Regions from separate parts of the Gossypium arboreum genome. Here region 2 is linked to region 1. Evidence: chromatin contacts called from public Hi-C data. All regions are on one chromosome and are shown on one strand. Each heading gives the region's core, a stretch centred on a gene start, on an enhancer-like site or on the middle of the called end of the contact. The rest is flanking DNA. Distances are from core to core; before and after follow the strand shown. Region 1 holds the start of LOC108460472 (formate--tetrahydrofolate ligase). Region 2 holds the start of LOC108459454 (nudix hydrolase 16, mitochondrial).

The links. A called contact is a pair of places that touch in the nucleus more often than the background predicts.
Region 2: a contact with region 1 is called in a Hi-C map of leaf, with 4 times the contacts expected there. The contact joins the promoter of LOC108459454 here to the promoter of LOC108460472 in region 1. A contact is called at or near these places in 2 of 5 Hi-C or Micro-C datasets (both in leaf).

The regions. Positions count from the first base shown.
Region 1 is chr4:2,293,354-2,300,780 of ASM2569848v2, forward strand. LOC108460472 (formate--tetrahydrofolate ligase) reads right to left here and starts at 4,614. Exons shown (of 5, transcript XM_017759974.2): 1 at 4,209-4,614; 2 at 3,564-3,713; 3 at 1,709-2,884; 4 at 751-897; 5 at 1-256. The coding sequence starts at 4,370. It overlaps LOC108458556 (phosphatidylinositol 4-phosphate 5-kinase 6-like), which reads right to left. Exons shown (of 9, transcript XM_053026905.1): 5 at 7,271-7,387; 6 at 6,970-7,163; 7 at 6,581-6,702; 8 at 6,406-6,484; 9 at 5,341-6,136. The coding sequence ends at 5,848.
Region 2 is chr4:2,490,420-2,497,846 of ASM2569848v2, forward strand. LOC108459454 (nudix hydrolase 16, mitochondrial) reads left to right here and starts at 2,521. Exons shown (of 5, transcript XM_017758825.2): 1 at 2,521-2,988; 2 at 4,600-4,714; 3 at 5,118-5,201; 4 at 6,809-7,079; 5 at 7,198-7,320. The coding sequence starts at 2,918. The coding sequence ends at 7,063.

The sequences.
Region 1 (7,427 bases), core at 3,364-5,863:
TTCCGGTGGCAGTGTCGAGATCGATTTCATAAAAGCATGGCCTTGTTGGTAGCCCTGGCATTGTGCTCATTGTACCCACTAAAGGATAAATGAACCCGGCTCCTATGCTGGCTCGCACATCCCTTATCGGTAAGATAAATCCACCTGGTGCTCCCTTCTCAGCAGCATTGTGCGAAAATGAGTACTGAGTTTTCGCCATGCAGATTGGTAGACCCGAAAACCCTTGTTTGGTGTACATCTCGATCTGTTTCTCAGCCTGGTTTGAGAGCAAAAGAATTATTCATGACAAAGAGAAAAGTCTGGACAGGTTTCTTTATATTTATTGTTACTAATATCTGAATTTGGTTCGAATATTTTTGGTTTTTGACTTCATGATCCACAAACAGATCTTAACCCTGAACTGAACAAGTAAAAGACCTTATCCGAATCAAACCTGACGCTACAGCTTCGAATCAGTTTTTCCTTTTGCTCAACCCTAGAAGCTCCTTCACTGTATCTTTTTCTTAAAGACCAAGCTTTTAAAGGGTTTCCGATGCCTATTTGGTTTCCTACCCGAAACGCAAAGAAGATGGTATTTCCACAATATTTTCATTTTAAGAATTCCCAGTATACAAAATGTGTCATCAAAAAGAGACAAGTAGAAATGCAAGAACTCCAAAACAAAGTAATCTAAATTCAAACGATGATGTGCACAGGATCAAAGACATTTTGAAACGGAATATATTGATTAAAGATCTATAAAGAGTTTACCTGTTCGGTGTATTCAACACCACTGGCACCGTATGACTTAGCAATTGCCTCAATTTTCTCTTTAATGCTAATATCCAAAGGATACAGGTATTTGAGTTGCTGATTCCCACTCGCACAAGCCCTTTGGACTGCAACTCCAAGGTCAACCTGACAAAAACAACACTAATCTGTTACTGAAAGCTTCAACTCAACTATATAAGACAGTTTTTTACAGCAAAAGATACAAACTCAAAAATAACAACACAGAATAAGATTACAGGTGGAAAGGGCAATATGTTATAAACATACAGATATGTTCAAACTTCAATTGTAACTCAAAATGAGAAAACTCGAAACAATTTTAACTCATTTGTTTACAAGCACATAAGTAAATGACCCAAGGTTCTTCTTGATTTAGTAAAACAATTACTGGAAAAGATGCAGAGGAATTTCAAAAGAAATCTAAGGACTCGGAGGCAAACAATGAAGTCAGATTCAGAAGAAATGTCTACGAGTGGATAGCAGTAGCACAGTAAGAAATTGCAGCTTTAAATGATAGAAACCACAGAGCATTAGTTCTTCGACAAAACAAGTTACTGTGTTCTTTATAATGTTTGACATAGCACGAGTGCAATATAGAAAACAGGTTGAACGCCAAATCCGTAAATTAGATGCAACTAGCTACTCAAATAGTAAATGAGATTTAAGTTGCTTGGACTCTTAATTTTTTCTTGAAGTACTCATGTCTGAAACCAATGTCCAACATATTTTTGGTCATTGGTATGGGAATACAACCCTTCAAGGACCCTCCAAATACATGAAAAGTAATAAAACTGAAAATATCCATGTCAGATACACTGAGTCCGAGTAACATATATGAGGTGTCATGTGTAAGACAAAGTGGCTATTCTAAACAATGCACCTTTGAGTGCAGCACTATACTTTTATGGAAATTAACAGATAAGAAAAAGGAACTAACCGCTCCTTTACCACCATGAGCATGGTGAGTACAAATTACAGCATTAAATGCCCCGGCAGCCATAGCTGCATTCATAACAGCATTCATTTCTGCTTCAGTGTCGGTTGAGAATTTGTTCACAGCAACAACAACATTCACACCATAGGCCTTTGTGTTTATAATATGCCTAGCCAAATTCACACAACCAGCTTCAACCAACGGAACATTCTCATTTAGGTAGGCATGGTCGAGAGGCTTCCCTGCAACAACTTCCGGGCCACCACCATGCATTTTCAAGGCCCTTATTGTTGCCACAATAACAGCACACTGAGGTCTTAGATCACTGTATCTACACTTGATATTCATGAACTTTTCTGTTCCAATATCAGCACCAAAACCTGCTTCCGTGACCACAAACCCTTGTGGTCCAACCAGCTTCAGTGCAATCTTATCAGCCACAATAGATGAATTACCATGAGCAATGTTTGCAAATGGACCAGCATGAACAAGAACAGGGGTTCCCTCGAGGGTCTGCATCAGAGTAGGGTTAATGGCATCCTTCATGAGAACTGTTAAAGCACCTCCAACACCAAGATCATCAGCAGTTATAGGTTCACCAGCCTTGCTATTTCCAATCACCATTTTTCCTAGCCTCTCTCTCATATCAGCAAGAGACGTAGTCAGGGCTAAAACTGCCATTATTTCACTAGCAACTGAAATATCAAATCCAGTTTCCCTCACCATCCCTTTCTCTTCCGGGCCCTGGCCAACGGTGATTTTCCTCAAGAACCGATCATTAACATCCATCACTCTTCTCCATGTAATAGAATTCGGGTCAATATCAAGCCTAGCAAATTTCTTAACTTCTTCAGGTGTAAGGTCCTCAGGTTGAGTTTCGGTGATACCAAGTTTCTTTAATCGTCTAAACATGATATCACTGAATTTCCTTTTTCCTTCTTTATTTGGTGGACATAAACGATTAAAAAGAGCCTTGTCTGATTGGGTAGACTCATGAAAGATCCTAGTATCAATGGCAGCAGCAAGTAGATTGTTTGCAGCCGTTATTGCATGAATATCGCCTGTTAGATGAAGATTGAACTCATCCATCGGGATTACCTGACTGTAGCCTCCACCAGCTGCACCCCCTTTTATTCCAAAAGTTGGTCCTTGTGATGGTTGGCGAAGACACGTAACGACCTAACATTAGAGAGCGACATATAGTATCAAGACAGTTAAAGTAGTTAAAACATTAGATTGTCAAATCTGAAACTTCCATATCCATGTCAAACTAGTGAAGAGTTGTAATCCCTTGACAATAACTTGCAAAAGGAGAATAGGAAACCATAAAAAACCAAACTTTCATCTAGTAAGTTGACTATGTAGACTTGTAAATGAATATTTCACTACATAGCTCAACTATCATCGTAGATCAGGAATAGTTAAAAAGTCGAAATAATGCAATAATTCTTGGATTTGAAATCTTTTAACATTAAATTTATATATGAGGAGATTGAAAAAGACATTTCCAATCATACGGACAGCTCGTAGCTTCAATCATTGAAATTGCTTAACAGACTAATTTATAAATAAGCAATTCAAAGCATCAGGAATCATGAAACTCCATTGGTCTGCCAGTATCAAGCGACCCTAAAGTATATTTCTTTTATCAAAACATTCCTGCCAGTATTCAGAGCTACGTTTAACAAAATAAGAAATTCTAAAATTCAAAAAAAAAAGAAGTCAAGAACAAAATAGAAAACCCTCCATAAGTAAAATGAAATACCCTGTATCACGGCAAGCGCCAAAGCAACACGATATTATTTAGTATTTGCCTATGTAGAATAATTTCAGTATATCTAAAAATGAAAATGAATACCTTTCTATCAAGATAAGCACCCAAAGCTTGACACAAACCAACTGTAGTAGTGGACTTGCCTTCTCCAAGAGGAGTTGGAGTGATCCCTCCAACCACGACATAGTATCCATTGTCGGAGGATTCAAGCTCGTCGAGTACAGATAACAACACCTATAGACCAAATCAACCAAGTAATTCAAATTCAAATCTGAACTGAGCGGCCAATATAAACAAGGAAAAAGCATATCAGAAAAATGGCTTTCTCTAGTACTTTTTCACCGCTTGAATATCCATTCAACACACTTCCATCTCTACTAAGTCAAAAACCAAGAAGCTAAGAATTTAACGCCAGAAAAAAAAAATCTTTGAAACAAAACAGCATATCTCAAATCTGGGATTTCAAGGAATTCAACAATGGAAGAGAAAAGTTTCCCTTTTGGCAGAAGAGGCAATGCCCAGAAGAAAACATAGAAAAAGACAGATTTTGCTGATCTTACTATTCAATTTTTGCTGATCTTACTATTCAATTTTCTACTTTTTTAACAGCTTTTTTTCAGTATCGAAATCCAAACATCAAACGATTAAATCGATCATTAAAGAAAACAAATAAATCAAAATCCAATAACCAAAAATAAAAAAAGAAAGGAAGTGAAAAGGAAAAAAAACCTTGGCTTTGTATTTGCCATAAAGATCATAATGGTTGGGACTGAGGTTAAGGTCCTTAGCAATCTCAGAAATATGAAATGGTTCAACTGAGTTTGCAATATCTATGTCTGCCGGCACTGGTGATACCACTTCCAACTTCCTTACACTCCTTGACGAACTCATTCTTTTTGGTCTAAATTTTAGCTGATTTTTGGTGGATCTGTTTCTTTAAAATTCAACAATTTACCTTCTAAAACATTAAAATAAAATAAAATAAAATGGCCACAAAAAAATAATCACAAAGCAACAAAAGTCTAAAAACATATGGGAGTGCGTGCGTGCGTGCGTTTTTTCTTATCTAATCTGAGGTGGCAAATAAGAAGGGAGTGGGGAGAGATGCTAATGTTACCATGCAATGTAATTGCTGTGATTAGTACAACCGATGGGTCCGACCTTACACAGCATCAATTTAACCTAGCTTGCGGATCAAAGTTATTAAGTTAGGGTGTAAGTGAATCGAATCAAATCTATATAGTGAAAAGTTTGAAGTTTTACTTGAATTTTAAGGTTTGATACTTAGTTCGATGTTAATTAAATATTAATTTTTAAATTTTAGTTCTAATCTAATTAAGAAAAAACTCTTAACTACTTGATATCTTATTCACCAAAAAATAAATATAATATTATTTAATGATTGATTTAAGAGAAAATTGTATAAAACTATAATTTTACAATAAAAATTTAATTTATCATTCTCTTATTTAAAAAGAATAAAGATGATGTGAAATTATAATTTCATACAATCTCGTAAAAAAATTTCATAACCCAAACCTAACTTGTATATCTCTCAACCTTACATTCATTTTTATTTTGACATATTTATATTTTTTAATATGTTACGGAATAAATTTGATTTTTAAGAGCAAATATTTATCACTTTTTTAATTAATTTATATAACACAAATATTACATATATATCTATATATATATATATGAATACAGAAGTATCAAGATTTATATGACAGTGACACTAATCATTAACTTGATAACTCTCTAAAAGGATTATTTTCAACTACAATCCTTGTCAAATGACCTTTTTTTTTTAAGTACAAAAGAATAATGCTTATATCAACATGAACAGATATAAAAAATATTGAATAGAAACAAAATATTTTCATTTTCCATATAAGCAAACTAAAAGCCTTTTTTCTTCTCCTTTTCTTTTTTCAATCTCTTTCTGTACATTATTCTTTGAAGCTGAACCCAGAGACTCTTCAGCCATTGAAGTAGACAATTTTCAGTTCAAATAAGAATGCAATCTCAATGTATGCTTTCGCCAATTTTGGCCAATTCATTTACATTTCAATCAAGCTTTAGTAACTGTGGTTTTAACAATGTTAACCTAAACCTTTCACTATAACATATCATATATATATGTATATATATTATCTGCAACTGTAAAAAATAATGGAGATGAAGAGAGGGTGATAACCTAATCCTGAGTTACAAAGGTGTGTCCAGTGTGGTCTTAAATCATCCTCCACGGTTGATCAGAACGATAACTTTTTAAGCTTCTAGGCGCTCGCATCTCCGGATTATGATCAAATGTACACGGAGGGGCATTGGTCCTAAGTTGAAGATCTTTGTCAAATATATGTTTTCATGTGTCCTCTACGAAAATTTTGAAAATGAAATCCCGAAAGCGTTTTGAGTATTGCTTTGGATCAACAGCTGAAATTGAAGTTGGATCATATTGCATTGATTTATATGCATGCTCAAGCTTCTTGGTAATATCGTAGTCTTGTAGGATATCGATTATACCAAAAAAGAGGATAACATCATAGAATACACCAGTTGGTTCTCCGACAAGCTGGGTTTCACATTCAGGTTTCCTCACAGTCTTTTCGATCCGAGCAGGCATGCTAATACCTAATCGAATGGAAGACCCCCTGCATTGTTAAGTAAATTAAATTGTTATCACTTCATATAAACATCATATTAACTTTTCTTAGTTCGAATACTTCTCATGGCCATGTGAAACAATTCAGAAATGTGTTGGACACAAGTACTTCAAGAAAAATGAATAGTTGGAAATAACATAAATTTCAGTGTTCATAAAGTGGGGAAACAGCGATGATGCCTACTTAGACATATGCCAAGGTATGAAGTACTCTTGAAAACATAAATGAGCATCCAAAAACAAGAAAATTCATCGTACCCTGAGGGCTCACTATCAAGCTGATCCTGTCCTGTTTGAGATAGCCGAGGAACTTCTTCATTTTCATGGTCTGCATTTCCTGCAAGTAAATCCAAGAACATATCTTTACTCATTTAAGCAGCCGTTGATATCAAAGTCACAAAACATTTTAATACCAGAGATCACTAGAAATAACCAGTAGGTGTAACAGCTCCAGAAGCAAGAGGTGTGGGAACTTCTCGAAAGTGAAAACCAACCAACAGACTGTAGTCCATAATTCTCTCTTGTTCAAGGAAGTCGCAATCTCGATCAACTTGCCTGCACGAAGAGAAACTTGGATCAGAAAAGAAAAATCAAAAGTTCCATACTTATAATCCCAAAAGTTGTGAAGGCCTTATCGATCTCAAATCTATGCAATATCCTACAATGGTTTGGTCTTTGCCAAATGCAGCTTAATATGATATAATTTTCTATAAAACTCAGAAACAAACCCATATGTGACATTCACACCTGAGTCCAAGTAATATAGGTTGCAAGAAATGAAGATACCTTAAAAAGAAAGAGGATATTAGAAAATATGATCACCTGCAAAACTCTTCGAACCACGTTTTCTCTAACCGAAACAGATAATTGAGATCAAGGTCTTTGAGGGTTGTAGACGGATCAATTTCCGATTCAGGTTTAGAAGTTGTGCGACCATGGGAAGAACCCTTCAAGTCAAAGCGCCTATGAATGGTATAGTGAGTACATAACAGATTCCCCATTATAACAAATCGTACCTGACTCATGATTCAAAATGAAGAATGTATGAGATTGGTTCCTGAAACTTCATGACTGAGATTAATTATTTATGTTTGACGTTAAAGTTTTGTAACGTTGACATTACCTTCTTCTGCGCTGTCCCAGTTAATTTCACACAATGAAGACCATAAAATTTGGTGACTAGGGTGTTCTCAAAGGACCGAACATGATTATAGTAGGCCGGAAGCATCCTTAGGAGCACCTGTGACGGTGTCCTCACTCGGATTAGTAAACATTTAAAG
Region 2 (7,427 bases), core at 1,271-3,770, 190 kb after region 1:
GGAAAGAGAGTTGAGAGCTTTGTTTTATTTTTTTTCATTTTATTATTTTTACTGTTATTTATATTATTATTATCATTATTTCTCATGTATATATTATTATTTATATTATTATTATATTATATATACCTCTCCATAGTTATTTATATTATTACTATCATTATTGTTACTTCTATTATTTTTATTTCGACTACTATTATTTTTTTACATATATATATATATGTATTATTATTATTATTATTATTATTATTATTATTATTATTATATAGTGTGTATTTCTATTACATACGTATATATATATATTTATTTATAGTATTATTATTTACTTTACTTTAATATTATTAGTATTATCATTATTTTGTAATTACTATTACTATTGTATTATCATTATTATTATTTTCTATCTATGTTTATTTTCCTATCATTCATCTGTCTATATTTCTTATGTATTTATATTTTCATCACTACTATATTTTAGGTATTATATCTATATTTATGTTTAGGTATTAACATCATTATTATTCTTATGTTTATCATGCTATTATTATTATCACTATTATGACTATTAGCACTATTTTATTACTATTATTTAATATATTATTTTTATTACTATCAATACTATTATTACTATGTTATTATTATCACTATTATATCGTGTATTATCTTTACCTATTACTCTTTAAATTATCTCATTTTTATTCCTTATTTATTGCATATTATTCATTTATGTATCTTCCACATCATTTCAAACTTAAAGATTTTATTCCTTGCATTATTACCATTAATATTATTATTACTATCACTTCTTAAATAGTTTTGCATAATGTTTATTCATTTACCACTAGTTCTTTTAATTTCGAATATTTTTAGCTCATTTATTATTTCCTTTTCTTATTCGTTTGATACACATATTTTACCTTTGTTTTTATCGTTATCATTCGCATTCGCGTTTATGTTTATTTTGTTATGGCCATCAATTTTTATCTGTTATGTATTCTTTATTATCTCGTTTCATTACGAATTTAGGTTTTATCCAACCCAATAAAATTTCTTTCATAAAAGTAATATTCCTTATTTGGTAATTCGAGACAATCGTGCCCTAACTTACTGGGTTTCGATTTTTCTCATTTAACCTAAATAACGGAATACTCTTTTAAATCGCGATACGAGTTTTGAAAAATGTTTATTCTCAGAGATACGAGGTGTTGTGCCCTAACTTACCGGGTATAACATTTTGTTACCTCGAAATAAGATTCTTCGAAAATAAAGGCAATATTCGGTGTTTGAGAATTCGAGAAAACGTGCCCTAACTCACTGGGTTTCAATTTCTCTCGTTTACTCTAAACAAACGAATACCCTTTTAATAAGTTAAAATACGCAAACTTTAAGAGGCGAGCTCGCTCTCGAAAATTCAAAATGTCGTGTCCTAACTTACTGGATGTGACATTTTATATTTTGAGACGAGAAGGTCTTTAACATTTGAGCATTTTTTAAAGAGGGATCGTATTTCAAAGTCTTTCAAGTTTTCAATTTTCGACACTAAGACACTAATTAATCAACTAGGTACCAATTTTTGGGCGTTACAAGGGTGCTAATCCTTCCTTGTGCGTAACCAACTCCCGAACCTATTTTCTTGATTTACGTGGACCAAAATTGTTGTTCAAATAAATCAAACCATTTATTAAAAACAACCACTTTTACAAGGTGATCCAATCACACCTAAAAAGATTGGTGGCGACTCCCATTTTCGTTTTTCTCCAAGTCGATACCCGTTTTTCCAAAAAAAAATGGTTACGACATTTAATACTTAATGTAAAATCGGTGTTCTTTAAAGAAATAAACGGCTAATCATATAATGTACTCTATTCTCATAGGTAAGGATTGAACTCACAACCTCATAATTAAGGAATGAAATGAGCAATTACCACACACCTCGTAGATAATCTTTATTTACTTTTTTCATAATAAATGACTATATTTTAGGACATAATGATTTATTTAACTTTTCTATGTACATTAATTTTTATTCATTTTAAAATGATTTGATAAATAAAATAAATTTAAAAATTAAAAGAGTAAAAATTAAATAAAAATTAAAAGTAATTTAAAATGAAAAATAGGAGCTCCACAAGTGTCACTTTCGCACTCTCTCTAATACCATAAGTGGTTTAATGTTTAAATATTTTTAAAAACTAAATCACTTAGTTAGAGTATGGTGTTTTCTCAACCTCACTTTTCTTTTCAGATTTTTATTAATCTAATTACACTTAGAATTTATTCAAGTCCATCTTATATAAATTTATTTATTTTCCAATTGAAATGTAATTATAAATTGTAAAAATTTAAATCCAAACTTGTTTTTATGTTGATCCGACTCGTCCAAAAATTCATTTTATCATTAAAAATATTTTTTAATTGGTATTTTATATCTTTTTATAATTAAATTTAAATTTTAAAAAATATTTTTCAGATCCTCCGAATTTCGGACGGGGCGGGTAGCCCGGAGGTGCACTTGTGACTATCTCACTCACGTGAGTTTGATCGCCAATCGTCTGATCCGTTCTTAGCGCTTCACCTCGGGCCTTCTTGTCTCTCCTTTGTCCCAAGGCTAAGAGTTTCTTTTTCATGATTATCACAATTACACCTCAAAAAAAAGAAAAAAAAATCAAAATTAAAATTAAAAAATACGAGAAAATCGTAGCCACTGGCTGATGTTTCGTGGCACTGATCGTCACTGTTAAATCCAGTGCTAACAGCAATGGATGAACCTGGTACAAGCATGAGCATTTTTGTAAATCCAAAAAACATCAATCCAATGAGGCGTCTGAATAAGAAAGATTGCCTTTGTTGAAGTTTGGAGAATTTGATATTTTTGAGGATTTTCCTCTTCTTCTTTTTTTTTGAGATTTTTCATAATATTATGTCGGATTTAGTGGCCCGTACAGGTCGGCTTCAGCAAAGGTACGAGAACGGCTATCGGCTTGTCGCTGGGTATGTTTTTATTCTAATTATTTCTATACATTTTTAATGTAAGTTAGATTTGGAAAACATAAGTTCATGTCGGTTTTTCGGAATTTTCATTAATTAAATTACGGTTGTTTTTATCTGCTTGAATGATGTAGTATTTATAGTTTGAGTGGTTTATTACATTATTAGGATCAAGATAGAAAAATAATTTGTTTCTTACTTTGTATCTGGTGCTTATGAATGATGCATTTTAAGGTAAAAATGTTTTTTTGCTTCTTTTTTATGGAAAATATTATGTTTTATTTCAAGTTCTGAATGGTTTAGATAGCCATCCTAGGATGGAGTTGGCAAATGGGTATGTTTCTTTTTGGCTGTATATAGTATCTATACATTGATTATGTTGGTATATGAAATTATGAATAGTGTATTTTACAGTTGAAATGCCTTGTCAAGTAAATTACTTACATGAAAATAGCAAATGATTTATATATAAATACATATATATGAGTGTTTGTGTGTGTGTGATGCCCATCCGTTTCTGTTTACATTTATGTAATTTTCAAGCCTTGAATTGCTTTTTCACATTTTCTGGATTAAGGTGGAAAACAGGTACTTATTGCCTTCTGTTTATATGAATGGTCCATTGAGGTTTAAATGGTTTATTACATTCTCAGCACGAACATGGAAAATGGATATATTTTACTTTTTTGGTGTTTATGTTTTTTTATGTTCCATTTTCTATCTGTATATGAGTGGCAGTCTTTTTTAACTTTAAAATGGTGTTTTAAAGAGTCCCATTGATTTCTCAAAAACTACATGAGGAAGAAGGGAACTGTTATTTTGTCTGTAGGCAAGCATTTATATTATCGTTTAAAGAGTTTTTATTGGTTTCTCCAACAATATGAAGGAAAAAAAAAATGGGGGAAGAAAAGTGAAAGAGAGGAACTATGAACAGTTATGAATGGTCTTAGAGAAAAATTTTCGTAGCTCGTCTTTGCTATTGGTTGATCAAACAGCTTAATCTATGCGACTATGACAGTGAAAGTGGTCCAGAGTTTTATGGTGGAACTATATCTGCCTATGCCCTTGGATAAGGTATTTGTAATTTGGGCTGGTTCAGTTCAGCTCAGCCCATCCCAAAATATTATTTAATAATAATTCTTTTATTTATATTTTATATTTTTTAATATTATAATGAATGATAATTTGAGCTTTTCGACTAGACGAGACCAAAATGGACTTGAACAAGAGAGAAAAAAAGGTTCCAAGCTGTGGTCCAACCCGACCGGGCCCATGGGTAGGTTTTGGTGGAATTACCTGAAAAATAAATTGACCTAGGGATAGGACAGCCTTGAGTCTTAATAAGACAACCTATTGAAGATGCTACTTAACGGTACTCCTCACTGTTTGTCTTATTTTTCTCAGATTTTGGTGATGATGTTGTGACTTGGCTGTTTTAAGTCTTCAATCTGTGTTTTTTTGTCCCCTTCTTTGCTTGCTCTTTTGGATAGAGATTAAATTGTTTCATTCTTAATGTGATGGGAACAATTCGTGTCCTTTTTGACGTTTGCAAAAATCTTGTTCTTGACTAGGCTCAGCTCCATGTACTAAGAATTTGTTCTTCTCTTCTGGCAGGTGTATTCCATTTAGGTATAGATGTTTAGATGAGTCACACCATGAAAATTCTGAAAATGTGGTTGAAGTATTGATGATCAACTCAACTAGCGGACCAGGTCTTTTGTTTCCTAAGGTACAAAGTTGTGTTTTGTTCAGCATATACTGTAGTAATTTTTGTGGCTTTACTTCCTGACCGTCTATGTTAATCTGACTCGGGTTTGAGTTCTGAAGACAGTTATGTTCAACCTTTTTCTCTTAAAAAAAATTCCATGTATTTGGTAAATCATATCCTCATACCATGTTGAGATATGCACCATGCTCAACAGTTAGGCAAAAGGACTTAAAAGAAAAGTGAAGAGTATGAGCAACATAGGTCTCCTTGCCATTGAAAAACATGATAGATGTATAAAGGAGATAGTTAACCTAAATGGAGTTAAATTAAGTGTTTGGTTTCTGTGATTTCTTGTTCTCTACATCTTCAAAGAAAGAGGACTTATAAAATATTATCTTATGGAATTTTTGCTCTCTGATTTTAGGGAGGTTGGGAGAATGATGAAACTGTCGAAGAGGCTGCAGTGAGGGAAGCAATTGAAGAAGCTGGAGTCCGAGGAGATTTATTGGTAGATATTTTATTTTCTTGGTTCTATTTATGCATTTCCTTCACATCTTTTTAAGATTGTGAAAACTATAACATTTTTCTAATTTTAATTCATTTCTTTATGCTTTGAAGTTTTTAGCATAAATCTCTGCATATCATTGAATTAGTTATCTCATCAACCTTATTGAGTAAGATTACTGGGAATCCCAATTCCCTGATTGGTAGAATGGCATACTAGCTAAATGTGCAATTTAGAAAGGTTAAATATGTCGATGACAACCTGTGTTGTGTTCCTTCAGTGATTTATTATTTAAAGTATTTTATATTTGTATAAATTATGATTCTTTGATAATTCATTATTCATATCATATAGATTTGAGATGTCCGTGTATCCATGTCATGTAGTGTTTTAGTTATTATTTTCGTGTTGTGTCGAATATTATCAATGTGTAAATGACAATGGTGGGAATATTTACCTCAAATTAGTCCTTTAGTGATTTATTATTTTTACTACACTAAGTGCTAACTAGGGAAAGGGAGGAGTTTAGAGTGGGGATGGGAAGAGAAAACTATAGACCTAGCAATATCATATACAACATGGTACTAACATGACACAAAAAGATTACTAAGATACTCGAAAAAGTAACACAAATATGACAGTAACATTCAAATGTTTCCAAAACATTTTTTTTAACAAGAACCAAGTCCCAAATGTGCATGGCTATGTTATTCCAGCTTTTCATTCTTTTGAAGTTTTTGTGTGATGTATGGGTAGTTGAAAAACTTGAAAAAAAAATTAAAACACTTATGTTAGGCATATATTCGTATCTCACACTCAGCTGAATTTGAGTAACATAATAGAATACATCAAAGACTTCAGGAAATAGGAATGCGGATGAAATTAGCTTGAATTAAAGTTTCTTCCATACCTAATTTATTATGTGCGCTAGGCGCCGTGTCTGTCAATATTAGGTTTTCCAATACGACATGCTATTTGTTGTTTGACTTCTTATACTTCAGTAACTGTTTACTTACTGTTTAATCTAAGGTTGTGATACGACAGTGTAATCAAAGCTGAATTGAGTTCAAGTTGTAAGAAGTTCGAGCTCAAACTTGATTCAAAATTTGAGGCTCAAAGTTATGCTCGAGTTTCATTTTTAAAGCTCGTTCTTGATTCAAAATAAAGATTCTACTTATCGAGCCTGCTTGGTTACATACACAATAAAAGATAAGCTTGATTTCCCATGCTTAAATTCAAGCTTGATTATTTGTACAAGAGCTCGAATTCAAATTGAAAACTTTTTAACACTAACTAAAAATAGAATATATATTAAAATAAACAAAAAACTTGACTAGTCTCATGAACTACTCCATCAAGCACTAGAATAGTTGAATTTGACTCATTCGATAGCTCAAGCTGCTCGAGCTCTACTCAGCCGAATTTGGAGTCTTTTTTAGTCCAACTCAAGTAGCTTATGAAAGTAAGGCTAGTTGAATGTTTTTATTTATATTTATATTTTCGTCTTTGGTACTTGAATGTTGTATGTTTTGGGGGTTCAATACTTCATAGGATTAGAATTTAAGATTGTTGCCTTGGCTTTTGATTGATTTATTATTTTTTTTATTCAGGATTTCGTAGGAGATTATAATTTTAAGAGCAAAACTCATGAAGATGAATTCAGTCCTGAAGGATTATGTAAAGCAGCAATGTTTGCTTTGTTGGTAAAGGAGGAATTAAATTCATGGCCGGAGCAAAGCACTCGTATAAGAAGTTGGCTAACCATATCCCAAGCAATTCATAATTGTAGGCATGCATGGATGAAAGAGGCTTTGGAGTATGGTTTTTGTAAGTGGCTTGCACAAAAGAGGAAAACGACTTCCTAATCGGCAACAGTCTCCGGCAAACCCCATACCTGTGCTTTGTATTTTTTTCTGTTCTTTTTTTGAAAATAGAAAATATTGCTGTTTGTGATGAAAATAGTGTTAATGTTTCCTCTCTTTCTTCATTGATTTTATAGGTATTATACTGCTGACCTCTGATGCGTTTTGAGTTCAGAAGGTAGGTCCAATTTGCTGGGTTTTGTTAACTCTCTGTAGAGGTGGATTTTTTAATGATTGTAAGTTATCAGATTTCTTTTTAACCTTTGCAAGTTTAATCATTTCTTATATTGGAAATAGAAAATCAAACTGAAAAAAAGTAAAATAAAAAATAGAACAGATTCAGTTGATGACCGAGACACAGACCTTT